2 separate regions of the Capra hircus genome follow, and region 1 is linked to region 2. The links are chromatin contacts, called in public Hi-C maps. All regions are on one chromosome and are shown on one strand. The core of a region is the stretch at or near the end of the contact, and the rest is flanking DNA. Distances in the headings are between cores, read along the strand shown.

Region 1 (5,714 bases), core at 2,639-5,138, 210 kb before region 2:
GCCCTGTGTATCTCTTCCTTCGGTTGATCTTCGTCGGTACCCTTTCCCTGTAAGAAACCACAACCGTGAGTATCAGAGCTTTCGGAGAGCTGTGTGAGTCTTTGTAGTGAATGACCAGACCTGAGGGCACCACCCGAACTTGCTGTTGGTGTCAGAAGTGAGGCGGCCTCGTGTGCAGACTGTGCCCTCTGACCTTGTAATTGGCCCCAGCTTACTGCAGCTTCGACCACTGACTCCTCACTGTAGCCCCCTGACGGAGGTCCTGTCATCGTGGAGGCTGTTTTACATGCTGGGAAACTAAGTCACCTGATCAAGGGTGCACAGTTGGCAAATGAGAAGCAGGTGAGATTTGAGAGCTGGCAGCCAAGCCCTGGTGGCTCAGTCAGTAAAGAATCTGTCTGCAGTGCAGGAGACTGGGGTTCGATCCCTGGGTTGGGAAGATCCCCTGGAGAGGGGATTGGAAACCCACTCCAGTATTCTTGCCTGGAGAGTTTCATGGACAGAGGAGCCTGGTAGGCTACAGTTCATGTGGTGGAAAGACTCGGACACAACTGAGCCACTAACACACACACAGCCAAGCCCTGGTGGCCCAGTCAGTAAAGAATCTGCCTGCAATGTAGGAGATCGGGATTTGATCCCTGGGTGGGGAAGATCCCCTGGAAAAGGAAATGGCAACCTGCTCAGTATTGCCTGGGAAATCCCATGGACAGAGAAGCCTGGAGGGCTACAGTCCATGGAGTCACAAAGAATCGGACACGAGTTAGAGACTAAACAACAATGACAAATTCCAGCATTAATGATCCTGGAGTCCCGAAGAGGTTAATGCCCCAGAACAGGGCTGACCCTGCTCCATGTCACAGGGTCCCTTGTACAGACGAGGACTGCTGCTAGCTCCAGAGCCAAGGTGGCCCCCGCCCCTACCTCAGAGTTGCCACCAGGTGGCAGCAGAGGCCGTCTTCTTCCAGGAAGTCTGTCTAGCAGAGGAAGAGGTGAACCTCTCTGCTGGGGATGATGACCCACTGGGGAGACCTGGGGAAATGGACCTGGGGCCTCATCCAGCGCGCTATGAACCCGAATTCTTACAGGTACAGAGTCAAACAGCCCTGATCTAGGGAGCAGGAATCCTGGGTTCTAATACTGCCTGTGACCCACACCTGCTCCTCTCTGAGGCTCAGGTTCTCGTCTATAAAGAGTCCGAACCCTTCAAGAGAGCCAGAAGCTGGCAGAGGTACTTCTAACCTCCTCTCTGGCTTTCTACCCCTAATAGATGAGGCTCTCAAATATATCTGCAGAGGCGACATCTTTTTTTTTTTTTTTTAAACAAAATCCTAAGTGCTCTTCACCCATCCCATGTACAGAGGAGAAATTTATACTGACCTGCTCTCGTTAGGGTGGAGGTTGGGGACCCTTACCAGATCACACAGAGGACCATCCAGGCCCCTCACCCTGGCAATTGAGGTCCTTTGCTCCCTCCCCTTCTGGTGTTTTCTTTCACTACTCTGCCTTTTTCCCCCTATTCTGTGGGATCCTACTGTGTGAAGGATCAGGATGAGCTACATAATTTGCAGGGGCCGGTGCAAAATGAAACAGTGGGCCCCTCGTTCAAAAATTGTTTAAAACTTCACAACGGTGACAGAAGAGCATTAAACCAAGCACATCCATGGGGCCGCTCATGAAGTCTGTGCACGGTGCAAGGTGTCTGAAATCCAGCCAGCCGGTGCCCACATGGGCGCCTTGTCTGCCAAGGAGATAGTCACCTTTTTCTTCACTTTCTGCTGTCAAGCTGGAGTCCAGCAAGGCCACATCCTCCCAGAAGGGAGCGCCTTTTCCAAAGTCACACAAAGGTACCGTATTGGCCGGTAGCCACTCTGCCCAAATCCTCTGAGAATCATGACCCTGGCACATGAAACGTGCTCCTGGACTGCTTGTTGAATGAGAGAAGGGATCCAGAAGATGGACACAGGACACTGGAGGACAGAGAGGAGAGCAAAGCCTGGCAAACAACTGGGGCCGATTAATGTTTGATGAATGAGTGAATGAATAACTCTGAATGCTGAAGACCAGACATATATCTAAGTAACAGCACTGTAGAATTATGAAGCTAAAAGAGACTGAGTCATCACATCTCAGGGTTTCAAACTACAGATTCTTCAAAGATGTGACTGAGTGAGTCAGAGCCGCTCAGTTGTGTCCAACTCTTTGCGACCCCATGGACTGTAGCCCATCAGGCCCCTCTGTCCATGAGATTTTCCGGGCAAGAACACTGGAGTGGGTTGCCATTCCCTTCTCCAGGAGATCTTCCCGTCCCAGGGATTGAAGCCGGGTCTCCCACATTGCAGGCAGAGTCTTTACCATCTGAGCCACCAGGAAGCCCTTCAAAGGTGCAGGGGACTGCAGAGCTGTGCTGGGGACAACAGAAGGGCAGATGGCAAAAGCCAGGCACTCAGGGGTCAGGCCCCCTTCCCACCTTCCACCCTGTTAGGACTCACATTCTGAGCTCCAGTGAAAGCTGTTGTTTGAAGAATTCTCCTGGCTCAGGAAAAGGCAAGAGACTTACCTATTGTCATACAACAGAGGCTGGAGAGAGGAGGGCAAAGAAGAGGAGTCAGAGATGTGAGGTCAGAGATCACCTGGGAGCTCCCAGGTGAGAGGCTAAGACAATCAGTGCCAGCAGGAGCATGAACTTCAGAAAGTGGAGCTTTGCTAGGATGGACCACATCTTGGGTCACAAATCAAGTTTCAGTAAATAAGAAAACTGAAATCATATCAAGCATCTTTTCTGACCACAACGCTATGAGACTAGATGTCAATTACAGGGGGGAAAAAAACTGTAAAAAACACAAACACATGGAGATTAAACAATACATTTCTAAATAACGAACAGGCTACTGAAGAAATTTAAAAGGAAATAAAAACATTCCTAGAAACAAATGACAATGAAATCATGATCAGTCAAAACCTATGGAACGCAGCAAAAGCAGTTCTAAGAGGGAAGTTTATAGCAATACAGTCCTACCTCGAGAAACAAGAAAAATATTGAATAGACAACCTAACTTTACACCTAAAACAACTGGAAAAAAGAACAGAAAAACCCCAAAGTTAGGAAAAGGAAAGAAATCATCAAGATCACAGCAGAAATACATGAAAAAGAAATGAAGGAAACAATAGTAGAGATTAGTACAACTAAAAGCTGTTTCTTTGAGAAGACAAAAAAATTGACAAACCATTAGAAACTGGAGTCTTGGACCCAAAAAGTGAGATTAAAAGCCAGACACACCAGCTCAGAGCAGAAATTCAAGGTTGAGTACCAAGCTCAGAGGCCAAAGGGAAAGGTTCAATTCATTGCTTTTATTTATTGAGCACCTACTATGTCCCAGGCAGAGTTCCTGGCCCCAGAATACCACAGCCAACAAGACAAAGTCCCATGCCTCAACAGGGATCACATTTGGGGTTGGGGGGTGGGAGGTGGAGAAGAAATAAACATTATTATAAGAAAACATAGAAACCCACCAAGTAGAGAGAGAGAAATGATATGAAGAAAATTTGACAGAGTAGTCTGTAAGTGGGCTAGTTCTTATAGGGTGGTCAGGGAGGGCCTCCCTGAGGAGGTGACATTTGAGCTGAGCTCTGAATGAGCTGGGCCTGCTTGGGAGGAGGGGGTGGAGTTGCGGAGTCGCCAGCCTAGAGAGCCTGCAGATCCACACTTGGAAGTCGAGCGGGCTGGGCAGGAAGTCTGGCCCCCTGTAACCATATCCCCAGGAAGGAGGAAGCCAGGAAGGCGCTTTCAGCAGTCGTATTCATCAAGGCCGGCTGCACTAACCCCCAGGCAGCACCAGGGGCTCCTCAGGGCCCCTATCCACCTTTAGCCGCCTGGGGAAGAGGCAGCGAGGGGGAGTGGGGAGGGAGGGCAGCCTACAGTGGGCCCTGGATTCTCTTCCAGACAATAAATGCTTCCAGGTTCCTGGGGAGCATTCCATGGGTCACAGCCGCATCTGATCTCAATTACCCCTGGTGTAGGGTTCCCAGGCTGGGCGGGGGCGGAGTGGAGTGAGGGCGGCTTCTCCATAATCAGAATCTCCTGGCCCAGGGGGTGAAGGCACCCCATAACAGGTCCCCCAAATTCCAGCACTCAGGGACTGGTTTCTCCTCTGGCTGTTGGGTGAAAGGTCTCTGCATTTTGCTGCGTGACCTGGTTCAAGTCACTTAACCTCTCTGGGCCCTTCTGTAAAATAGTGAGGATTCCACCTTTTCCTTCAAAGGCTAGAGTACAGTCCTGGCCTGGAGGGCAAACCTCAGCACTGTTGGCTGGGGTGGGCTGGGCTAGAATGGGGTGGGCTTACTGTTGTTGTTCAGTTGCTCAGTCATGTCCAGTTCTTTGCGACCCCCATGGACTGCAGCACGCCAGGCTTCCCTGTCCTTCACCATCTCCTGGAGTTTGCTCAAATTCATGTCCATGGAGTCAATGATGCCATCCAACCACCTCATCCTCTCTCGCCCCTTCTCCTTCTGCCTTCAATCTTTTCCAGCATCAGGGTCTTTTCTACCTTGATTAAATCTTAACCCTTCTGCAAATACAGCCCCACCCAAGAGTATGCTGCTAAAGTCACAGGGATTAATATCTCTTAAAGGCTCAATGGTAAAGAACCTGCCTGCAATACCGGAGACACAGGATCAATCCCTGGGTCGGGAGGATCCCCTGGAGAAGGGACCAGGAACCCACTCCAGTATTCTTGCTTGGGAAATCCCATGGACAGAGGAGCCTGGCAGGCTAAAGTCCATGGGGTGGCAAAGAGTTGGACAGGTCTGAGCACGCAAAACAGACCAGGGACAAGCCCCTCTCCGCCTTCCTCAACCTGCCTGTGCCAGACGCTTCTCCTTTTCACCCCGCAGTTCACTTCAGCCCACCTCCCAGGGGATGTGAAGATCAAATGAGAAACGAGTGGGAAAGGTGCTTTGAAAACAGCCACACCAGTAACCCTGTTCGTTTGATCGATTTTGAGATGGACAACAACAACAAAAACTACTGCCCTTCCAAGCGCCAGAAAAAAAGACCCTTTATTTGCATAAAGGCTGTTGGATACCGTTTCTGTGATGATCTTGAGCTAGTCTTCTCCCGACCCCGCCAGGCCTCAGTTTCCCCATCCATAACAGAGCCTGCAGACCAAGTTCCATCCTGAAAAGGGTCTTTGGGGGCGTTTGTCATGGGAAGCGCCTTTTGCACAAAGGAGTGTCACTCAAGCTACACTGGTGGGCGATTTTTAGTAGATAAAACATTCGCCCTGCAGCTGGGATTTCACCGCCTCCCTTCGGTTCCCAAGGGACTGCGGCGCAAGGCTAGGTTTTCAGTGGGACTAGCAGACTGGAGGGGACAGAGGGGAGGGGCGGGACGCAGGGAGCGCCTGGGTTGCTACGGAGGTGGGCTTTCAGGAGCTTTATTTTCTTTCACACCCGAGGAAACGCAAGCTCGGAAGGCGGCGAGCCGGGATTCGAACCCGCGGACGCCGGGCCGCAGGGGTGGGGTGCATCCCCTGGAGCGGATGCCGGGGGTCAACGGAGCGCGGGGCCGCGCTTCCTCCGGCCGCCCAGGCCGCTGGCCGGCAGGCCGCTCGGCAGGCGCTGCTTTGTCCTTTTATGTTCGCGCGGGGCCGGGAACTCCCTGCCCGGGGCCGCGGCCGGCGAACAATGCGCCGTTTCCTGCCGCCCGGCCCGCCGCG
Region 2 (5,465 bases), core at 2,534-5,033:
ACGTAGCACTTACAGGTATTATAAAGATTTCATCGTCACCAAATGGATGAATTCTTAGAAACAGACATTTTCCTCCTGGTCTTCCTTTCTGGGGCTGCTGGTCGGATGGCACCGTGAGGCTGTCTGCCTACCTGCCTGTCTGCTGGGCGGTCCAGCTCCCAGTCCAGGTAAGAGATGGGAGGTCAGAGGCTCAGGGACAGAGGGGAACAAGAGGCTCCCCAAATCCAAGAGGGAACAGTCGGGGAGGTGGGAAGAAAACCAGGAGAGCCTCTCTCCATCAGGGCCAAGGAGACAGAATTCAAGAAAGAGAGTGTGATCAGAGGAGGCAAAGAGGTGAGGACTGAGGATGTGCCCCAGACGCGGCAGTGGGGCTTTCACGTGGGGGGTTGCAACCCCTCATTCAGCAACAAGGCCCCCCTCTAGGGGGTCCCCACCCAAGGGAGCTAGCCTGGCATGGGGAAACAGGAGTGCCCTTTGACCTCGAGGCTCCTCCAGACTGAGAAACAGGCTGTAGGTGGTGCCCCAGGGTGGGGTTTGACGGGAGGTGGCCTGGGAGGGAGCAACTGGCTGCAGTCCCTCCTCTGACCACGAGGGGGCAGCATGAGAACAGGTCATTCCTTGGCCCAGCCTTCTGCATTAAGCACTGTATTTCCCAGATCCTGCAGGGTGATCTGGAGCTCCCTGTGTCTCAGTTTCTTTTCCTGCAAAATGGGGCAGTTGGGCATTATTGGAATGTGAGCATGGATGCAGAATGACAAGCCACAAGCGTGCAAGTAGGCAGGAGCCTGGGCTTCCTGTCTCAATGCATGAGCCGGCCACTACGTCAGTGCTTAGCTGGGCCTCAAGGAGCTGACCTCAGGGGCCACGGCCAGTCAGGCCTGAATCACTAGGATGGTACCCACCCACCCTGCTCATCTGCCCACTAGCCACTGTCCCGCATGCGTCAGCCTTCTGTATCTGCTGCTGTTGGGGCGAGACTGAGGGTCTGGAGCCATGGCAGGTGCTCCATAGAGAGGAGAGACGCAGGTGCTGGGAGAGGCTCAGGTGGGAGGAGGGTTGTGAACTCCACGCTCTTCACACCGGAAGCACCTCCTAATCCTTATACCTAGACTCCACCCACCTGTGGGCAGCCTCCCAGCTGCACCTGCACACCTGCCTTGAGTACCTTGAAGCAGTTGAAGCCAACAGCTTGTCTGGGCCCTCCAGGATCTGGGGCCCCCTGGAGCCTGGGAGCACTGCTGGTCTTGCTAGTCACGGTGATGCTGGAGTTGTGTGTGTTTGAACATCCATGGCGTGTCGCTGGTCTGGTGTGCCACGTGCAGTGGGTTCTGGTGAGGGCTGGCAGGCTCCGTGCAGGCGAAACAGACTGTGTACACCAATGTGGGGGCAGGCATTAGGAGCACAGCCCCTTCAGGCTGAGGCAAGTGTAAACAGCGGGGCTACAGGAGTGCAGACACACACACACACACACACACACACACACACACACAGGCCTAGATCAGCGAACACGAAAGTGTGGACATCGGTAGGTCTGTATAGGCCTGGGGGAGGGAGCTTCACCTTTTTCTTGGAAGACATGATGCTGGAGGGTGTCTTGAGGGAGTCAAACATCTCCAGGTCCAGGGTGTCGTGGCACACACAGAAGATTCTGGAGAATGGGGAGATGCAAAGCATGAGCTACACCTGGCAGCCACCAGGCCAGGCGGGAGCTGAGCCCAGGCAGGTCAGGGGCTAAGGCTGAGCTGAGGGGTCTCCAGACCTGTGGGTGGGATCACGCAGCCATAGAGCTGAGCCCTCATCCTCTGGCAGGTCTGGCCTCTGCAGAGAGATGGGAGATATGAGAAGGGCCAGGCCATGCCCTGGGTAAGAGTTGTGAGGTCCCAGCCTCCCATGCAGGAAATGAACAGACCCAGGCTCAGTGCAGAGAGGGCAGGATCATTAGGGGCTACCTGAGTTCTCCATGGGAATGGGGGCTCCTTGGGACATGAGGGCAGCTGTGACTTGCAGGGAAGCTGGCCAGCCCTGCCCTGCTCACAGTCCTTGACCAGAGCCAAGATTGGCTGTGGCCTTGGCCTCTAAAGGTAAAAAGACTCCAGCCAGATCTTGACCATACAGAATTCTAGGAGGGAAGAAAAATCCAGGCAAGTCGTCAGAAGCCCCCAGCCCCCAGCCCCCAGTTCCAAGAAGGGGGCCAAGCCAACTGTGGCTGGGGTACTTAGAATGTACCCATTTGGGGCCTGGTGCTTTGTAGCCCATTTCTCACTTGATCCCATCAAACCTCATACCAGGCGAGCCTTGACACTCCCCTTTTGGAACATTAGAAATTGAGATAGAATTCACCTACCATGAAACTCAGCTTTTTAAAGTACACAATCCCATGCTTTTTAGTATATTTGCAGGGTTATATGAATTCTTTCTGGTTCCGTCTGGTTCCTGAACATTTTCTCTGCCCCATAAGAAACGCTGTACCCTTGAGAGTCACTCCCCACCCCCCAGCCCTGGGCAGTCACTCACCTAACTGTCTCTATGGATTTGCCTTTTCAGGACATCATGCTCCAAGGGAACCGTTCCCTGTGTGGCCTTCTGTGTCTGGCTTCTCTCAGTTTTCCAGGTTCTGTGCTTCTGTTTATGAAAGGGGAAACTGTGGCCCAGACAGACACAGTGACCATCCAGAGTAACTTGGCAACCAAGAGTCAGGCCCCTGTACAGTGCCCTTTTAAGGGCCTCAGCTTGGGGTTTGTGGTGCGGGGAGCTGCAGGTAATGGAAAATCTCACTCCCCATCTGATAGGCAGCATAATTCGGCGGTGCTGTTTTTTGCTGCCATGCATGAGGGAGAATGTGGAGTCAGCATTGCCTGATACTAACACTGGCAAGCGATGATAAAAACAATAACAGCTAACATCTTGAATGCTTCTTTCGTATATAGAGCTTTTTCTTTTCTTTTGGAGGCAGGGGGGTTGGTGCACTGCATGGCTCGTGGGATCTTAGTTCTCTGACCAGGAATTGAACCTGGGCCCCAGCAGTGAAGGCACCGAGTCCTAACCACTGAACCACCAGGGAATTCCTGAAAAGAGTGAAAGTGTTAGTCACTCAGTTGTGTCTGACTCTCTGCAACCCCATGGACTGTAGCCTGCCAGACTCCTCCATCCATGGGATTTTCCAGGCAAGAATACTGGAGTGGGTTGCCATTTCCTTCTCCAGGAGATCTTCCCGACCCAGGGATCGAACCCAGGTCTCCCACATTGCAGGCGGACGCTTTCCCGTCTGAGCCACCAGGGAAGCCTGGGGAATTCCTAGGGCTGCCCTAAAGACGCGATATGCAAGCGTCTTCTCGTGTAGTCTTCGTGGCAGTCCCGAGGCAAGCACTGTCATCGTCCCCGTTACACAGACGCGGAAACCACAGCACAGGGAGGTTACGTAATTCAAGGACACGCCGTGAGTTAGTGGCGGAGGTGGGCTCGGAGTCCACAGAGTCTGACTTCACAGCGCCTGCTCTTATTACCTGTACCGGTGAACTATCTCTTACAATCTTTTCGGAGAAAAGCAGTAAATACAGATTTTAATGTGAAATCTCAACATTTTGAAGGTTTCTAACTGTTAGTAACTAACCACAGCTGGTTTTCAATACTGTACAGCCTAGGAAGTTTGGTTTAACACAAAGGGAGGGGAGGGGGGGCACCTTTGCCACTCTGCCCCCCTCCTTCCTCCTGATGGCTCTGGCCGAGGCGGGGAGAGCCTGTCCCGCGCATCCTGGGTCCAGCCACCGGCCACGCTGAGGCGGGCTGCCCTGCACCTGGCGGTGTGATCCTGGCCCACGCCCTGCCCACGTGCCCTCAGCAACCTGGAGAGAGAAGGTTCTTCCTCACAGGATGAAGAGCGATTAACTCAGCGCAGAGTCATGACTCAGTAACTCTTAGCTGTCTCAGAATCAACTGGAGATACCGCAGGCCAGTGATAGCGTTTACTGAGAGCTCAGACATTCCAGCTATAGTGCAATGCACTTTCCACGCATTACCTGGTTCAGCCTGAAGTTTGCCTTGCTGGTTATGAGCCCAGGGCTGCAAGTCAAGCAGCCTTGCTCAAATCTGCCACTTCTTAGCTGTACGACCCGGGGTGGGGGGCTGTTACTCAGCCTCTGAATGCCTTTATTTCCTTTCTTGTAAGGTGGGGAGTTCCAGAAAAATTTCTATTTCTACTTTATTGACTATGCCAAAGCCTTTGAATGTGTGGATCACAATAAACTGTGGAAAATTCTGAAAGAGATGGGAATACCAGACCACCTAACCTGCCTCTTGAGAAATCTGTATGCAGGTCAGGAAGCAACAGTTAGAACTGGACATGGAACAACAGACTGGTTCCAAATAGGAAAAGGAGTACGTCAAGGCTGCATATTGTAATCCTGCTTATTTAACTTATATGCAGAGTACATCATGAGAAATGCTGGACTGGAGGAAACATAAGCTGGAATCAAGATTGCCGGGAGAAATATCAATAACCTCAGATATGCAGATGACACCACCCTTATGGTAGAAAGTGAAGAGGAACTAAAAAGCCTCTTGATGAAAGTGAAAGAGGAGAGTGAAAAAGTTGGCTTAAAGCTCAACATTCAGAAAACGAAGATCATGGCATCTGGTCCCATCACTTCATGGGAAATAGATGGGGAAACAGTGGAAACAGTGTCAGACTTTATTTTTTTGGGCTCCAAAATCACTGCAGATGGTGACTGCAACCATGAAATTAAAAGACGCTTACTCCTTGGAAGAAAAGTTATGGCCAACCTAGATAGCATATTCAAAAGCAGAGACATTACTTTGCCGACTAAGGTCCGGCTAGTCAAGGCTATGGTTTTTCCTGTGGTCATGTATGGATGTGAGAGTTGGACTGTGAAGAAGGCTCAGTGCCGAAGAATTGATGCTTTTGAATTGTGGTGTTGGAGAAGACTCTTGAGGGTCCCTTGGACTGCAAGGACATCCATCCAGTCCATTCTGAAGGAGATCAGCCCTGGGATTTCTTTGGAAGGAATGATGCTAAAGCTGAAACTCCAGTACTTTAGCCACCTCATGAGAAGAGCTGACTCATCGGAAAAGACTCTGATGCTGCGAGGGATTGGGGGCAGGAGGAGAAGGGGATGACCAAGGATGAGATGGCTGGATGGCATCATGGACTCGATGGACGTGAGTCTGAGTGAACTCCGGGAGATGGTGATGAACAGGGAGGCCTGGCATGCTGCAGTTCATGGGGTCGCAAAGAGTCGGACACGACTGAGTGACTGAACTGAACTGAAGGTGGGGAGAATAAAGCCCACCCTTAAGGCTACAGTGAGGATTCAATGAATTAAAACCTAAAACTCATAGTAACTGAACATATTTAGTGAGCACTAATGCAAGTTAGCTTTTCTCCTAGGCCACCGTTGATTCCCCTTTTATGTTTCGGGAAACAGAGGGCAAACGAAATGGAGAGATTT

Evidence for each region. A called contact is a pair of places that touch in the nucleus more often than the background predicts.
Region 1: a Hi-C map of blood shows a contact between it and region 2, with 13 times the contacts expected there. The contact joins two enhancer-like sites. A contact is called at or near these places in 3 of 5 Hi-C or Micro-C datasets (all in blood).

What each region holds. Positions count from the first base shown.
Region 1 is chr11:92,807,440-92,813,153 of ARS1.2, reverse strand. No RefSeq gene overlaps it. Among named protein-coding and RNA genes, the nearest start is that of PTGS1, 15 kb to the left of the region's middle. Within about 2 kb of position 3,888, at least 1 of the 5 cell types and tissues checked has an H3K27ac peak or open chromatin away from gene starts, as enhancers often do.
Region 2 is chr11:92,592,924-92,598,388 of ARS1.2, reverse strand. It overlaps LOC106502635, which reads right to left. Exons shown (of 7, transcript XM_013967758.2): 4 at 1,760-1,818; 5 at 1,561-1,648; 6 at 1,166-1,366; 7 at 42-701. The coding sequence ends at 612. Among named protein-coding and RNA genes, the nearest start is that of TTLL11, 19 kb to the right of the region's middle. Within about 2 kb of position 3,783, at least 1 of the 5 cell types and tissues checked has an H3K27ac peak or open chromatin away from gene starts, as enhancers often do.